Regions from separate parts of the Sus scrofa genome. Here region 2 is linked to region 1. The links are chromatin contacts, called in public Hi-C maps. All regions are on one chromosome and are shown on one strand. The core of a region is the stretch at or near the end of the contact, and the rest is flanking DNA. Distances in the headings are between cores, read along the strand shown. Region 1 overlaps WWP2 (NEDD4-like E3 ubiquitin-protein ligase WWP2). Region 2 overlaps WWP2 (NEDD4-like E3 ubiquitin-protein ligase WWP2).

Region 1 (5,229 bases), core at 1,046-3,545:
TTAAACTATGGTGTATTCATACCCAAAAAATGCTATTGGAGCCATTAAAAGGATCTAGTTTCATTGTGGTGGAAAGACTGGGTGGAAAAAAAAGCAACTTATAAAGCAATACATACAGCGAGTTCCTAGTTTGGGAAAAAAGCTATACACGCACATATACATGACTGTATTATATACATATGATTGACATACACCCCAAAAGCTGAGGGGATATATACCAAAATATTAACAGGGTTAGCTCTGAATAAAAAAATTTCCACATATCTTCTCAATTCTGCTGTGAGACTAAAACTGCTCTAAAAAATTCTTTAAAAAATACAAACACTCAATGGAGTTCATAACAACAGAACAAGATTTGCAAGCATTGTGGGGGGAAAAAAAAGAATTTCCAGTGATCTTTCCCTAACAAGACAAAAAAAAAAAAAAAAAAAAAAAAGAATTTCCCATGATTTTTAACCTCCTTCGTTGAAAGGCAATATATGCAGAGAGTGCAGGCAAAGGCTCTTGAGACAAAAAGGCCTGGGTCAAATCCCAACTCTGCCTCCACCTACTATGCGACCTTGGGCAAGTTACAGCATGTCTGCCTGTTTCCTCCTCAAAGGAGATGGCAGTACCACCTACCTCATGGGTATGAGGAGGATTAAATGAGAAGGAAAAAATATATATATATCTATATATACACACACATATATATTAAGACTTCATACCTGGCACATACTAAGCGGTCACAATGTTTTTGTCTTTTTTTTCAACAAGCACGAAAGAATAAAAATCCAAAAAATAATGATAACATTTTCAGTTTTAGGTTTATGCTTCCTTTATAATCACAAAAAAGTATTAATAGTCCCCTCATTGCCCCCATATCCAGAGGTTCCACATCCAGATTCACCCAAATGGGGATCAAAAATATTCAGAAAAAGGAGTTTCCACCATGGTGCAGTGGAAACAAGTCTGATTAGGAACCATGAGGTTGTGGGTTCAATCCCTGGCCTTGATCAGTGGGTTAGGGATCCGGCATTGCCCTGAGCTGTGTGTAGGTTACAGATGAGGCTCAGATCCTGCATTGCTGTGGCTCTAACATAGGCCAGTGGCTACAGCTCCGATTCACCTGAGAACCTCCATATGCCATGGTGCAGCCCTAAAAAAACAAAAACAAAAACAAAAAAATCAGAAAAAAAGAAAATTCCAGGGAGTTCCCTGGTGGCCTAGGAGTTAGGGATATGGCACTGTCACCACTGTGGTTCATGTTTGATCCTTACCTTGGGAACTTACACATGAGGGAAAAAAAAAAATTTCAGAAAGTTCCCAAAAGCCAACCTTGAATTTACTGTGCTCCAACAACAATTCACAAAGCACTTACATTGTATGAGGTATTATAAGTAATTTAGAGATGATTTAACAGATACGAGGTATGTGCATAGGTTATATGCAAATATAACACTATTTCACATAAGGGACTTGAGCATCTTTGGCCTGTGGTATTGGGGCAGGCCCCACAGATACCAAGGAACAATTATAATACTTTCAATTTTGGGGAGCTTCCATCTTGGCTCAGTGGCTATGAACCCGACTAGGAACCATGAGGTTGCGGGTTTGATCCCTGGCCTTGCTCAGTGGGTTAAGGATCCGGCGTTGCCGTGAGCTGTAGTATAAGTCCCAAATGCAGCTCCAATCCCACATTGTTGTGGCTATGGTGTAGGCTGGGGGCTGCAGCTTCAATTCAACCCCTAGCCTGGGAATCGCCATATGCCACGGGTGTGATTCTAAAAAGACAAAAAAAATATATACATATTTTCACTTTTGGGAGCAAGAGAGAATTTCTCAGAAACTTTCTGTGAGCCTTCCATGAGACTGAAATAACTAGGTCTTAGTGGCTGACCAGGTTCATAAACGTAACCTCTTGGCTCTGCAGGACTGGCTTGGCCATTCCTCCCATCAGGCCTCATCAAGGCACTGGAGTTTGCAGCTATGTTCTAAAGAACAGCTCCCTACCAGTCCATAGCACTGTCACGTACTTCCTTTTCGCTTCCATCTCTTGCCTGCCTCCCCCTCAGCTGAAGAAGCAGTGAATACTTTTTCAAACTTAAAACTGTTTTCAAGTGAGGAGCAACGTTTTAAAATTTTCTCTCGTCTCCCCCTGACTCACGTTCCAAGGATCAGTGGTTTTATTTACCTTTCAGTGGAAAAACTGGAAAAACAGCGCTGTGTTTACTTTAAAATCAATGCATGCACTGTGTGTCAGGCCTGCCTCCTTGAGCCACACACGGCCCACACACCAGAGCACACCATCCTCGCAGAGAAGGAGGGAGGGAGGGCTCGTGACTGGCCTATCTGTTCTCGGAACGTAAAGTGCAGTAACAACCCTCTGCTTAGAAGATTTTTAAATAAATAGGAAGCTGTTTGCTTTTTTTTCTCTGCTTTTTTTTTTTTTTTTTTTTTTTCAGTCTGGAGACACACATGTGGAAAGAAAACAGACCTACATAGAAAATGAAGAGCTTAAGCAAAGAGTTTTTCAAAGGTACTTCATTCCTTGCAGTGGTTTGGGTACAGTGATTCTCAAACCACCTCCTGTGCCTGCAGAACTGAGGAAATGAGTGAATTGATGGATGATGGGAAGAGGCAGGGCTCTTAGGAAAGCAGGAGTATCAGCAAGAACCCTGCGGGGCTGAATTAGAACCGGAGGTTTCAGTACAAATTCATCATGTTTAATACAAGACAAAGGAGTAGATATTTACATGTCTGTGTGCACTGGGGTTTTTTTGTTAGTTTGGGGGGGTTTTGTTTTTGTTTTTTGCTTTTTAGGGCCACACCCGCTGCATGTGGAGGGTCCCAGGCTAAGGGTCAAATCAGAGCTACAGCTGCCAGCCTACACCACAGCCACAGCAACGCCAGATCCAAGCTACACCTGCGACCTACACCACAGCTCACAGCAACGCCGGATCCTTAACCCACTGAGCCAGGCCACGGATCAAACCCGCAACCTCATGGTTCCTAGTAGGACTCATTTCTGCTGTGCCACAATGTGAACTCTGGCTTTTTGGTTTTTGTTTTTTTAAATTCTTCCCCTTTTTTGGCTGCCCCAGGCCACAGTGAGTTCCCAGGCCAGGGATCAGATCCGAGCCTCAGTTGTGACATACACCACAACTTCATCAACGCTGGATCCTTAACCCCACTGTGCCCAGCCAGGAATCAAACCTGTGTCCTGGCACTGCAGAGATGTTGCCGATCTGGTTGAGCCACAATGGGAACTCCAGAACGTTAGGTTTCTTGATTTGGTTAATTATACAGTACTTCAGTAAGAAAATACCCTTCTTCTTAGGAAACAGACACTTAACTATTTAGGGATAAAGAAGTACAAGATTTGTCATTTTAAATGACTCAGCAAATCATTATATGTGTATATACAGATGGAGACGATGTTATGGCCAATGCACCAAAATATCAACAGTTGGGTGAAGGGTAGAGGGGTATTCTTGGTCCTATGCTTGTAACCTGTCTCTGAGTTTGAAATTTTTTATTTTTATTTTTTTCTTGTCTTTTGAGAGCCTCACCCATGGCTTGTGGGAGTTCCCAGGCTAGGGGTCAAATCGGAGCTAAACTGCTGGCCGACGCCACAGCCACAGCCACAGCCATGCCAGTTGCGAGCCATGTTTGTGACCTACACCACAGGCTCACGGCAACGTCGGATCCTTAACCCACTGAGCAAGGCCAGGGATCGAACCCACAACCTCATGGTTCCTAGTCGGATTCATTTCCGCTGTGCCACAACAGAACTCCTGAAATTATTTTAAAGTAAAGGAGTTTTGTTGCTGTTGTCGTTTTTAATCCACCTCAAGCTAGATTTCCCTCCTCAGAAGCAGGACGAACTGGTAGTGCCAAGGTCTGTGGTGCTGATGAGGCTGGCTGCGGGAGAGGAGCGCTTCAGGACAAAAGTGGGTCCCGGGTCCTACGTGCCAGCAAGCCAGAAAGAAAGGGAGACCGTCCAGCGGACGGGGGCGGTTGAAACCTATGTTGACAACTCTGAAGCTGGAGGGCAGGGATTAGGTTTGAAAATTCCCCTAACGAAAAGGTTTTTAAAAGTCGATATTCATGCAATTAAAAACAAATTTTTTAAATCAATATTCAACCGCAAAAGCTGGCTTGCACACAGAGATGACGAGACCTGTCCTTAGGAGACAAACCAGGACTTTTGGGCAAGTCCTCCGCTCCGGCGCAGCCAGGTCAGTGTCCCCGCAGGGTCAGCGGAGGCTGACCATGACGCAAGTGCTGGGCTTGAGTAAAACCCTCTACCCCAGCATCCCTCGGCCAGGGGGAGGCAGCAAGCGTCAGCTGGGCTTCCCAATGAACTTTAAAGTCCGCCCAGGGGAAAACAAGGGAGCGAATGAAAGGATGAATTATGTTCCGTGGAGCAGAAAAACGCCAGGTGGGGCAACCCCTACGCGTCATGTCCTTCCCGGGAAAAGTGGTTTCCAGAAGACCGGGGCTCCCGATGAGAGGAGTCGCCTCACCCACTGGGACCCACTACCCTACGAAACCGTATTCCTACTTAGACATCACTCTGGAAACACTTCCGGCCCGGCAGCTCCCCAGGGAGCGCATGCGCCCAGACCACGGTGCAGAAGTGTCCCATGCTGCCAACGGCCTCCCCGCGCCACACCTGCAAAGCCTTCCCACTTCTTCAGTCTTAGAACTGTCTCTTGGAACAACCTCAGGTCTGCCTCCCATGTAGGCAAGGAGGTTCCCTATCAGGAAACTGTCTTTGATGTCCATCTCTGGGATTTGACCCGCCCACTCTTTGCAAAGGAAAGTAGCCTACGATGCAGAATAATAACTACCCTTACTCCTCCTCCTCCCCCCATAGGACTTCCATGTGTCAGGTACTGTGAGTTCATTTAATCTCAAAACAACATTTTACAGACAAGGAAACAGAAGCAAAGTGAAGTTAAGGGATGGGAGGCTGTACAAAGCTGCTGGAATCAGGATTCAGACCCACGCAGTCTGAGTCCACTGTCTTCCCATCCTGAACCACTTCTCTACACAGCAGATTTGCAATCACCAGAAACAGCTGTGCTCTAAATAGGAGGCTTTATGAAAAATGGCTAGAATATTTTCTCTATTGGTTATGCTACTGCCATCCTAGATTTATAAATTTTCATCCTAGATTTTCTTTTTCTAAGAAAAAGCAGCCCACTGCCCTATTACAATCCAAATTTTCCATCGGATACAGAT
Region 2 (5,146 bases), core at 818-3,317, 110 kb before region 1:
CTCCAGAAGGTGATCAGAATGGCTAAGGAACAAAGGAGGGGGGCTTTCACAGTGGACCCTTTCTAGCCTGGAGTTTGAAACCTTTTTAAAAGTTTTTAAATTAAAAATAGAGGTGCACAGGAGTTCTCCCCGTAGCGCAGTGGTTAACAAATCTGACTAGGAACCATGAGGTTGCGGGTTCAATCCCTGGCCTCACTCAGTGGGTTAAGGATCTGGCGTTGCAGTGAGCTGTGGTGTAGTTTGCAGGCACGGCTCAGATCCCGCATTGCTGTGGCTGTGGTGTAGGCAGGCGGCTGCAGCTCTGATTAGACCCCTAGCCTGGGAACCTCCCTATGCCACGGGTGCGGCCCTAGAAAAGACCAAAAAAGAAAAAAAAAAAAGTGCATAATCAACAGTCCAACTCCAGGACGGGCCCCTCCTGGAAAAGCAGCATCGATGCACAAGACCTGGCCAACAGCATTCACCAGCAAACTGGACACAAATGCAATGCCTGTTCGGACAAAGACGGGTGTGCTACAGAACAGCCATACCGTGGACTATCACGCCCTAAAGAATTCATTGGACCTATGCTGACAATCATGGAAAGGTGTCCCTAATACCTCATTTAATGAGATAAGCTGCTCAACATGTATGTCATTTTTGGTGTATTTTCCAACTATATGTATATATGATTTATACACACAAAATTGTTTGGAAGGACCACCCACTGAACAGCAGTTACTTGTGGGGAGAACAGTTTCACCGAGAGGTGTCTTACTTGAATTGATTATGAGATGTCTGTATAATGTATAGACTTCGGTGGATCATTTCCTCGAAAGTACGGCACTGCCCTGTCAAGTGGAGAAAGGCTTCGGAGTTGGGGGGTAGTGAATTCGGCTCATGAACTCCAGGAAGGAGGTGCTCTGTACATCTCTGCCTCCCCTGGAAAGAAGCCTGATCACAGCAAGGCTTGATCCAGGACAAAGTCATTTCCATGTCGAAAGCACCAAGACCGCACTGATGGGTCCCATCGGAACCCTTCAAGAAAGGGGTCAGCAAGCCCTTGTCTGACCAAGAGCCCAAGACCAGAGAGCCCTCTGCACCATCAGGGAACTCAAGAGATCCCAGGAAATGTTTCTCGAATGAATGATCGCCCAGAACACTGTCCCCAGGAGCTGGTGCCCGAAGCCTGTCTAACCTGTAGCCTCATCTCTTGGCACTCCTGTGCCACAGCACCTGCCCAAAGAGACCCAGGCCAAAAGGGTGCCGCGAACCAAGTGACGGAGGGCTGAAGTCTGGAACCCCTGGACAAGGACACAGCAACCTGTCAGAAGTGCGGCTGTCTTGGTAGATGACGCACACAATTCTCAAAACCAGCAAGGTCATGGAATTTCCACCCAGTCTGGACCTGGAGGGTGTGTGGGGCCCAGAGGCCTTTTGCCTGGAGGACAGAGATTTGGACACATCCACGCCAACACCACCCACAGCTGCTGATTGTTTATTGCACAAGAAACTGGCAATACCGAGGCAAGGGCGGGGAGCGTTACAAAACAATCTGGTGACCACCTCAGAGCTACCAAAGGGCATTCCGTACAGACACCTCAGTTATATACACATATGTACACACACACCCACATGAACACACTCCGCACACCCAGAGCCCGAGGCTTCCAAACCCCGCCTGGCAGCTGGCACCCCAACCCCCAACACGGTGAGATGCTGCAGGGAAGCACGGCAAACGATTCCAGGGAAGGAAAAATGGTTGAGCCGCGATGAACTGAGCCGCTGACATCAGCACGCGCAACAGAGCGGCCAGGGCCCTCCTCCCTGGGCCGGGCCAGGGAAGGACGAGGCCCTGGGACCATGACAGGGTCCTCAGAAGGCCCCTGGACCGGCCCGAGGGCTGCATGGGGGCCCCGCGACAGTCACCACTCCAGCTTCCCAGAGGAGTGTGTTCACCTTGACGATTGCAACACATGGCAGGATGCCCACGGCAGAGGCTGGCGGGAGCTCCAGAAATCAGGCCCGACTGGGCATGGCAGCTCAGGGCCCTTCTGCTGGTTTCCTACAAGCAGCTGTCGCCTCACTTGGAGGCAGAGTAGGCTCACTCCACAGTGGCTGCGTCCCACCTCATTCTCCACCCGGACGCACGGGCTGCCTGGAGGTCCAGGGACTTGAGCCCCATCGCTACATCTAGCGGTGGTGGGGGCGGGGGGGGTTCTTCGCGGAGGGAGAGGGCAAGGTTGGGGTGGCACTCGGGACAACAGCGCCCTTCCCTCTCTGTCAGGGCTCGGGGACAAGGCTGCTGTGAAGCTGAGCTGCCAGGTCAGGCCTGCCTGAGCTCACACAACTGCTGAGCAGGTTCCTAAGTGGAGCCGCTGTTGGGGCAATTCTTGGACAAACAGGGCTGGGGCCGTCGAGGTCCTAGCCATGCCTGGCACGCCAGCTCCTTGATGGAAAGTGACAGCAGCATAGCAACCACGAAACACAAAGCAACCCCACACACAAAATGCTTCAAGTTTATGTCAAAGGGAAAAGAAAGTCTGAGGGCGTTTGCTGTTTCCATCCCACTGACATGACCCTTTATCTGCTGGAAAGAACGAACGGGCCCGCGCCGAGTGCAGGAAGGGGCCTTGCTGCTCGGCCTCGGGAGCTAGAGCCATTGAGGGAGGTGGCCTAGATCCAGAGCTCCTCTCCCTCAGACCTTCCTTTACACAGGTCACTGGAAAGTTCCATATAAAACAGAACCTCTTTTACTGGCGAAGACCTTGGGCTTCCTTAGCCCAGAACACCTACCCCGAGTGGCCGGTCTCCTTCTCACCTAGCCAGCCCGTGAGGCCCAGGGCTTGGGCTCGGGCGCCCTGCCTGGCACCCTCACACACAGCTAGGGCGGGTCTCGGGGAGAAGGAGGGTGAGCTCTGCACAGAGGGGCAGCTCTCCCGACACTGCAGTGGGTGATGGGGCCGAGGGTGACATGGGGGCTTTATTCCAGGCTGCCACCAGTGGGTAGGAGGGAGGGGCAGGCGGGACCTCTTGAAGGCAGGCTCTGCCGCCACCGGCCTGACGACGCTGTGGTCCCACACGGGGCCACCGTCTGCAGGGGCCTCCCGGGGGCTGCGCAGCCAGCAGCCTCTCGGGCAGGGAGGACTCAGGACTGCATATGTGCTGGGGGGCGTGGGAGAGGGCGGCCTCAGCTACTCCTGTCCGAAGCCCTCGGTCTCCTCGATGGCGTACAGCAGCTTCTCTTTCAGCTGTTCGTAGCTCTTGTATGGTGGGAGGTCCAGCCGGTTGAAACTGGTGAGAAAGAATTGGGCAGACAGCACAGGGAGGTCAGAGCTCTCACAGCCACCGGGGGTCCACATAGAACCCCACCACCACCACCCCACTGCGCTCAACCGTGATGCCAGGCAGACAGATCCTGGGACAGGGTTCTCTGCTGTGTCCCTGGACCAAGCAGGGCTTAGAGGAGGCAGGGCTGCAGGGGAGATGGGGAACAACAGGGGGCGCTCGGAACAGCAGCTCTTTGCCTACTTGAAGAGGGTGTTTCAGTAGTGAACCCCTGGGGTGGCCAACAGAGCGCGGAACTGCGTGACAGCTCCCAAAGGTCAGAGGCCCAGGCATGCCACACCCCTCCTCTCTAAGCCCAACACCCAGAGCTACTCAAGAGTGGCCAGTGTCAAGGCCCTGAAGACACCTCGCCCACTGGGCTGCCTTCTGGCGCTCTCCCGGCCTCAGGTTCCTGCCACCTCCCCTCCAACCAACACACTCACCAGGTGTGGCTCCTGGGCAGCCAAGTTTCCTTGCCAACCTTGTCAATGCAAAACTTCTGTGGCCCATTGCTTCCTGTGGTCCGGAAAAATGCACTGTGTGTCACAGGATGGTCCCTTCCGAAGGCAGGACCCTCCGGCTCCAACCGCTGAAGGCTCAGCCTCCCTCCCACTGATCTGCTTCCAGGAAGACACTAGGTCCTGCCCCCTTCTTTGAGCTGTCCTCACCCCCCCAAGGGCACCCGCAGGCCAAGGGGAAATGTACCAATGAGTTCGACGAAGCCCCCAACGGGCAGGCGGCAGGTCCCAGTGACAAACTGCAGCAGCCGGATCCTCTTCTCGTTGTCCATCTCCTTCACCACCTGCAGCTCCACAAGCCAAGGCAGCGTCAGGGAGCCGCTTGGCCCAGTACCTCCCCTGACCTCTAACTCTCCACTGAGCCGGGCCCCTCTTTGGGACGGAGAACTCGGAGCCCGGGCTGGAGGGGGAGCTGACCACTGCCACCTGGGCAACCCCAAAGCCATTCTCTCTAAAAGGCTGTGCTGGCCTTTCCCACCAGGTGATGTCACATCGCTTGGTCTCAGGGACACTTTGGATCAGGCAGTCTTCCTCCCTCCAAGTTCTGCTTTTATTTATTTGTTTACTTATTTTTATCTTATTTATTTATTGTGGGGGGCTCATCTGTGGCAAGTGGAAGTTCCCAAGCTAGGGGTTCAATCAGAGGTGTAGCTGCCACACTACACCACAGCCACAGCAATGCCAGATCCAAGCAGCGTCTGTGACCTACACCACAGCTCCTGGCAACACCGGATCTTTAACCCACTGAGCAAGGCCAGAGACTGAACCCCTGTCTTCATGGATACAAGTTGGGTTTGTTACCACTGAGCCACAAAAGGAACTCCCTGATTTTATTTATTTATTTTTGCTGTTTAGGGCCACACTCGCAGCATATGGGAGTGTCCAGGCTAGGAGTTGAATTGGAGCTGTAGCTGTAGGCCTACACCAGAGCCACAGAAACACAGGATCCAAGCCACGTCTGCGACCTCCACCACAGCTCACGGCAACGGCAGATTCTTTAAACACTGAGCAAGACCAGGCATTGAACCCACGCCCTCATGGATTCTAGTCAGGTCTGCAACCCTGTGAGCCACAATGGGAACTCCCAAGTTCTGCTTTTAAAAGTATACTAAGGACAGGAGTGACTGCTTAATGGGTATGAGGTTTCTTTTTATGGGGGATGAAATATTCTGGAATTAGACAGTGATGAAGGCTACACAGCACTGTTAAAAGCCACGTCAGATCCACTGAGCTGTACACCTTAAAATGCTTAACCCAGTGAATTTTACAGCATAGGAATTTCACTGCCACAAAAAACCTACACATGCTTGTTCTTTTTTGTA

Evidence for each region. Hi-C and Micro-C count contacts between places; a contact is called where the count stands out from the background.
Region 2: a Hi-C map of liver shows a contact between it and region 1, with 2.6 times the contacts expected there. The contact joins two enhancer-like sites. A contact is called at or near these places in 21 of 47 Hi-C or Micro-C datasets (adipocytes, blood, brain and 12 more) and 2 of 2 datasets of contacts at active chromatin or transcription factors (alveolar macrophages and skeletal muscle).

Annotation. Positions count from the first base shown.
Region 1 is chr6:17,177,751-17,182,979 of Sscrofa11.1, forward strand. The region is part of intron 4 of WWP2 (NEDD4-like E3 ubiquitin-protein ligase WWP2); the gene reads right to left. Among named protein-coding and RNA genes, the nearest start is that of WWP2, 48 kb to the right of the region's middle. Within about 2 kb of position 2,296, at least 15 of the 83 cell types and tissues checked have an H3K27ac peak or open chromatin away from gene starts, as enhancers often do. A contact at or near this core is called in liver, where this site is marked.
Region 2 is chr6:17,067,319-17,072,464 of Sscrofa11.1, forward strand. It overlaps WWP2 (NEDD4-like E3 ubiquitin-protein ligase WWP2), which reads right to left. Exons shown (of 24, transcript XM_021093861.1): 22 at 4,012-4,108; 23 at 3,750-3,822; 24 at 1,462-3,273. The coding sequence ends at 3,174. Among named protein-coding and RNA genes, the nearest start is that of MIR140, 7.7 kb to the right of the region's middle. Within about 2 kb of position 2,068, at least 10 of the 83 cell types and tissues checked have an H3K27ac peak or open chromatin away from gene starts, as enhancers often do. A contact at or near this core is called in liver, where this site is marked.